Regions from separate parts of the Scleropages formosus genome. Here region 1 is linked to region 2. Evidence: chromatin contacts called from public Hi-C data. All regions are on one chromosome and are shown on one strand. The core of a region is the stretch at or near the end of the contact, and the rest is flanking DNA. Distances in the headings are between cores, read along the strand shown.

Region 1 (3,641 bases), core at 234-2,733, 150 kb before region 2:
ATTGGTATCTTCAGTCAACAGATGCTAAATATCACAGGACCAGTGTTAAAGGAATCTGAACAGGAAAAGTATTCAAATCCATAGATATTTCTAGAAGAAATTTAAAAAAAAATAAAAAATAAAAACTGACTGGGACTGCCTGATAAAAAATGTGAAACTTTGTAAGATTTTTTTTGCCAATGTTATCTAGGTAAATAGTAAACTCCCATTATGAAACAGTACTTGTTTTCTTGCCATGCTCCAGCAGACTAAGGTGCATCAGCGTGAAGCATATAGTCATAACAAGACACTTCATAAATGCCACTGACAGCACTTCAGTGTAACCTAGATTCATTGCTTTATTGTAACTAAATTCTTTAAAAAAAAAAAAGCTTCAGCTATAGCCCTGTAGCATCACACACATTCAAACACTAATTTTCAGTTATTGCATTCTACAACACTGTGCCAATAAATCTGGCTCAGCAGCAGAGTATTTTCCAGAATATCTTAATACGTACAAACTGGTTTCCTTTCGTTTACCCAACAGGCAAAGTAAAAGGTCCCGAAGTCCATTACTGATTATATACTTTCTTTGTGTGCCCGGCCGGCACAAGTCGTACAGTTTTAAATTACTGCTGTGGTGTAAAACGTACAATGATGCCAGAGAGGAAAAGAACACAGTTGTGTCCAAAGCTCACACAGGTGTGCACTTTCCTTCAGGACTCAGTCATCTTATCCATCTTTCAAAGTACAAAGTACTGCTCCACCCAGCACCAGCACACACAACTTCTTCTTGCTATGTGGGTGTCACACTTTTTAAGTGATGAGGATCATGCAGACAGTAAAAGGGGCGTCGTTGTCGGCATGGCAACTGCAGTGGAGGCAAATACCGCACACACGCACAACGCAGCAGAGTGTGAGCAAAACTGCTAAAGAAGTGGCGCTCGACTCCGGCACGCCCACTCCGACAGCCACGGTCACTTCCACAGTCCGGACGGCAGCTCGTGGGCAGCTCGTGAGCGGAGCGCGAGGCCCTTCCACCACAGCAGCGGTGGCGCTTGCTTGCGCGCGACACACAAACAGCACCTCACGACACGAGTGTGACGCGCGAGCTGCACCACCGGCGCGGCGCCTGAAGAAACCCGAAGTGCCTCAGCGCTTTTTGACTTCATTCATTCACACAGGAGACAAGGAACAGCGCAGCTTAAGCCTAGGCACCTCGACGCCCGTTACCTTTCTGACGCCTTTGTAGATATAGAAGTACAGCTCCCGGCCCACATTGAAACAGATTCTCTCGCCGTTACCAGATTGATCGTTGACGTTAACGAAGGAGACTTTAACAGGGTTAGAGCCCTGGGAATTGAAAGGCACCCGGTTGGGGCGGCTGTATTCAGAGTGAGTGAGGAGTTTATACACGCCTTCCCGAGTGGTGAATTGAGTTTTAATTTCGTTCATCTCCTTCCCTCCTCCCTCCGCCGCCATCTTGGAAATTAGTATTCATCCTGCCTCGAGTCCGGATCTTACTCACAGCGCATGCGCGCTCTGGACAGGCCAGTCGCCTTCTTGTCAGCTGACGCCAGAGTTCACGCGCGTTTCCGGCGAAGCAGAACTTTTGTAGAGTTTTCGCGAAAGCTGCTCTGTCGTGTAGTTTGTCGTTTTGTGCTTACACATACGAAGAGCCAGGTTATTGCGGAATTGACCACAAATGTAATAATATAATTCTCCGAATTCTGTTTTTGCTAGTATAATGTATGGTATGCATGCTGGATTGCAAGAAGAATTCGGCGCCAGACACAGAAAACAGCAGTATTGAGTATAGCTGTACGACGGCGAAGAACAAGACCATAACAATAATATGCAAAACAGTCACCATGTGCAAAAATAAAGAAAATCTGGATTACAGATATTATTAGACGCGACATTCTCAATTGTCGAACAGTGGGTTCCATTGAACTGTGACAAACGAGACAAACCGGTGCGCAACAAGTAGCTTGTTTTAGGGTTAACGAGAAGAAAGTCTTTTCTAGAAGGTTGGCCCGGAAGTGTCCTCTGAAATTCTCAGCAGTCTGTCCAGTGGAAACCAAGACCCTTAAGTAGGATTCAGTGGAATTATTCAGATGCGTTAGGCTTTCTTTGAATGGTGGGGGGTAACGTCCCTGCCTACGGTAAATAATGTATTGTACCATATAACCCCAATGTATGAGGACAAAGAAATGCATATTCCTTCAGATTTTTCCATGGACCAGCAGCTGAAGTTATCTGAATAAATTTAATAGAGAGCAGGAATGTGACGGGGGCAGTTCAAGTGTAGGTTTGAATCCAACGTTGTTGGGTTTGCATTTTTTCCCCTCTTCCCGGGTGCTTTTGTTTTTTCCCGGAGTTGGAAGATGTCTTTCCGAGCAATTTGCGAATGAGAACGTATGTTTGTGGCTATGCTGCATATTTTAGTATTTACAGCGTATGCCTGTTCAGGGTTTATGCTGCGTACCCTTTTTTGGCAGCGATTCTGGAATTTCCAGGTGGAAATATGCATTTTTATTTTTTTTTTTAATTTAAATATTAACACAGAAACTGTACTGTGGCAGTTGTGGGGCAGAGGTTGGCTGCAGGACTTAAGTCCATTTCTGTTTTGGTTCATTCTGGTAATAAGGCAAACAAGTAAACTAAAACTATTCTCCTCCCAGGCACTCTGAACATGTTTTTCCTCAAATGCCTCCAAAAAGGTAAACTTTACAGTCACCCTTTTTGTGACTGAGTAGGTGCCACTGGCCATCATACTCCAATTGGGAGAAGGACTAGGTCCTGGGAGTTTTTGCAATAGTTCTGCAGCCTGCCTTGAGTTGGACCACCAACTAGGTCACATCTGAATCTCCTCCCCCAAGCTTCAGGCTGGTCAGGGAATCGAGCAACATATTTTTGAGCAAGTGGGAGGCCAATGCACGCTCACCCTCTTGGGTCAAACACCTGGCTGCCCCTCCCAGCAACCAGTACAGATAGCTGAATTTGCTCCAGTGCTGCTGGGGTTAGTCCTCCCCTTGTTCCTGTGGTAGACGAATGTTCACCAGGTCCCCCTCAGGCTGACTGCTCATGGATGCCCTCCGCATCATCACCCCACTCTGGTAGCTGCAGCGAGACCTTGTCACCACACTTGGGGAGCAGCTTACCTGCCAGCGTCACAGGAACACGCACTGGCTCACCATCTAGTAGGCCCTCAGATGGTTGCTCATCTTTAGGTGGGTAATCCGCCAGGTTGGGTCACAGCAGCGATGGGCTCTCAGACAGGGCCGGACAGGAGGGAATATACAACTGGCAAAAGGATAAGCCTCGCCTGGAGAACTGATGCCTTCATCCTTGAGGCTTTCCTGAACTGTGACATGTGGGCACTCCCAGTCTGCCTGCCTCAATTAACCATGGCCTGTACTTGCCCTACTCTTGCCAACTCCTCCCGTTGGGTTTGCCAATGACAGTCCTCGCATGACCCAAAGTCATTGCCATCATTGTTGCAGCACTGTTCCCAAAACCATTCCAATCGGTTGAGGGTACCTGGCCCCACCGCATGGCACAGAGCCCCAGAATGTGCCCATGTCACTATAGGCTGGCATCCCAGCCCAGGCTCTCCGGCTCTTCCCACCAATTGTCGGACACCCATCTTTTGTCCACTC
Region 2 (3,435 bases), core at 214-2,713:
ATACTATGGGGGAACCTGAGCAGCATGCCTTTGGAGTGTGGGAGGAAACCAGAGCACCCAGAGGAAACCCATGCAGACACAGGGAAAACATGCAAACTCCACACATACTGAGTGGGGATCAAACCCATGTCCTCTCACACCACCCAGGTGCTGTGAGACAGCAGTGCTACTAGCTATGTCACCATGCCCCCCTATATCCTTTATATTAACAATATTAATTAAATATTTATATAATTATATATTACAATATATTAAGTATTTTTGAAACTTTGCCTCATGCTGTAACCTGTCTGAGCACATCCATTCAGTTTCTGTAACTGCTTGTCTTGGGCATGGTCACAGTGAACAGGAACCTATCCCAGAAGCTCTGGGCACAAGGTGGGGAGAGGGGTACACCCTGGACAGGATGCCAGTCCGTCACAGGGTGGCCACTCACTCACTCACTCACCCATTCACACATTACTGACAATTTAGTGTCATCAGTCTGCCTGAAGTGCATGTCTTTGGATTGTGGGAAGAAACCAGAGCACCCGGCTGAAATCCACAGAAACACAAGGAGAATATGCAAACTTCACAGAGGCTAAGCTAGGGCCGAACCCACGTTCTCTCACACCACCGTACCGCTGCCACTTGAATCCACCGCAACCTTTTTGGTACGACAGAAATGTGAACCTTTATAAACTTAATGTTACCAAAAATTACAGTGAAGAGCATGATTTACCTGCCTTTTTTGTTAGAACTCAAGACTCATCTAGTGTAGTATTTATGGAATCAGTTTGTTTTGGCCTGCATAATACTGTCTTGTAATGTATGCTTTTGTTACCTAATATATATCGGAATAACTGACAATCCATAGCAACTGCATTTTGGCAAAAAAACAAAAAAAGACTGCAGTTTGAACAAGATGCTACGAAGAGTGAGACTGAGCTGAAGCCATATCATCATGCAGTGATGGCAGATGCAGGGACATCACTGAGGATCATGTCTAGGGGGTGCTTCTGTTGTACTCTCGAGGAGGACAGAGGTCCTTAACTATGTAACCAGATTTTTTTACGGTAAACGTAAATTTTAAATAAAACAGATGACAGAAAAGAAAAATAACAGCGATCGGTTGTAATTAAGCCTCCATCTTTGCCTTATGTTTTTTTTTTCCCCAGACAAACACGTCGGTGTTTTGATTTAATTATGCGCGGCGCGCTTCTCCACCACATCTGCACTTCCAAGCTCCCTACAATAAATGAGAGCGCAGCGACACCGAGCAGCTGCTCGACTCCTCCGGCGCTCACGTTTCTCGGCTCGCGCCCACGTCGCGAGCCAAGGCGGAAACGCGCCAAAAAAAAATAAACAAAGGCGGGGCTACGCGTACGTCAGGCTGACGCTTCCGCTCGAGGCGCGTGCGGCCACGCCCCCGCGCTGGAAACGACGGGAGAAAGCATCGATACGGCAACGGGAAGCGGTGCGATATTGTCCCCCCCGGAAGCGCCGCCCACCGAAACGAGCGGCGCCGTTAGCTGGATCGCGTGCTTGAGCGTTGGGGATGTGGGGCGAATAACGTGACGGGGGCGAACGAGCCGTGAAGACACGCCCCCTGTGCACGTGAGCGCGCGCTGACTCAGGGCTCCGTCCGCTGTCACCTGCTCCGCGCCATGTGTCTTGTGTCGTGTGCCGTGTGTGCGACTCGAGCTGCGTGAGCGACCCGACCGACCGACCGACCGACCGACGCGTCTCTGCTTCGCTACGGTCAGTTTGTGCTCGTTTTCCCGCCCGGCTGCAGTTACACGATACATGATGATGATGATGATGATCATGTCGTTCACGTTTCGTTTTCCTGAACTTGAAGTGTCTGTGTTTGCAGTTAACTGTGTAAAATAATTTGTAAACTCTGCAACGCCGTGAGAGCAACACGATCATCGATCGGATCGACGACGATGATCCAAGAGTCAGACGAGAAGGTTATTAAACGCGACCCGATTTGGATTCACTGTGTCCGAACGCGAGCGACTGCGTTAGAGACGGAGCCGAGACAGTAAAACAGGCCCCTTGTTGTAGCCGACTGAGTGCGCGTTCAAAGTGCCGCTCCGATCCGCTCCTCCCGCGGGACTCGAGCCCTCTGCTACACCTCCATGGCTGCCGCGTTCACTGCGTTTCTCTCTTCTCTGCCCGTCTTTACTCGTTCCTAACTGTTTTACCGCCGTCAGACGAGTACGAGCTGTCGGCGGCATCCGCTGTGTTTACCGCATTTACTCTGCTGTGGACGTTTCAAGGTGCGAAGCGCCCTTTGCCGCGGCGCTGCGGTTCTTACCCTGATTGATATAGTAAAAAAAAAAATGGAGTAAAGCAGGACTGTGTGTGGCTTTGAGCATAAAGCTATTACGAAAAAAAGTGCCCTGGAAGGAAAATGACGAAATGTGTGTGTGTGTGTTCCTGGCGGTGGATGGTTTAACTTTAAGTAAGAAGCCGGTGTCCGGTGTCCGGTGTGTTTCGCACTCGGTCAGTGTCACCCTTCAGACCGCTCTTTATTCGCGCTTCCTTTCCCTACAGGCCAGGCTCTCTGTTCAGTTAAAGAATGTTGTTGTGCGAGAAGAAAATCGGATCGGCAGCTCGCGGCTCCCTTTGAACGCGTCGCGCGCGCACCTGTCAATGTTACATTGCGGGAATTTTGCACTTTTCTCCAAAGCCACTGGCAGCGTTAGTCTGTCTGCAATTATTTACCTATAGATCTGGGTAACCTTTGCTGGAGGTAACTTAGGGTAGGTACTACAGCAGGAGGTGGGATTCGAACCTGGGACCGTTGGGTCTAAAGGCGGCAGTGCTAACTACTACACTACCAGCTCTGCTGCTGTAGGAATCACTGGAGCTCAGGATTGTGGTTGAACCCTTCGTTCAACTCCTTGTCCATCCATCCGTCTCGCTCTTAGAGGCCAACTCGTCCGCCCCAGTTAGTTCCTGCCGTGACCGAACGCACATTTTGAGCCTCGTGGGCTCTGTCCTCCGCAGAGCTGTGTAAATAATTGCAGTTAATATGGTTATCATTTATTTCTGCCACCAATAAGTGAGAGAATAAGCGCTTATTCAGGTCCTTGGGGTACAGCTGGTAGTGTAGTGGTTAGTGCTCCTGTCTTTAGACCCGGAGGTCACAGGTTCCCATCTCACCTCTGGCTGTACATGGGTAACTAATTGTAATCTGAACATTAATAGTCACTTTGGAGGACATTGTCAGCTGAATAAGTAAAGGTTGTGGGGAATAAACTGCTCTGTTGGGGTAGGAAGGGCAGATGGTGTTTCTCTGGCATTATTTCCATTTATTACAGACTGCTTCAGCCGCTCTGTGTCTCAATCACAGTTTCCCCACATTGCAAACTCCTCATTTTATAGCTGTTACGAATACAGGTGTGGTGTCCGCAGCAATAATGGCTTCAATCTAGAGTTATTCCG

What was found. A called contact is a pair of places that touch in the nucleus more often than the background predicts.
Region 1: a contact with region 2 is called in a Hi-C map of muscle, with 2.7 times the contacts expected there. The contact joins the promoter of LOC108930817 here to the promoter of LOC108930781 in region 2. A contact is called at or near these places in 2 of 2 Hi-C or Micro-C datasets (both in muscle).

Annotation. Positions count from the first base shown.
Region 1 is chr5:6,504,069-6,507,709 of fSclFor1.1, reverse strand. LOC108930817 (WD repeat-containing protein 20) reads right to left here and starts at 1,483. Exons shown (of 4, transcript XM_018746230.2): 1 at 1,213-1,483. The coding sequence starts at 1,461.
Region 2 is chr5:6,358,005-6,361,439 of fSclFor1.1, reverse strand. LOC108930781 (CLOCK-interacting pacemaker-like) reads left to right here and starts at 1,463. Exons shown (of 4, transcript XM_029252302.1): 1 at 1,463-1,740.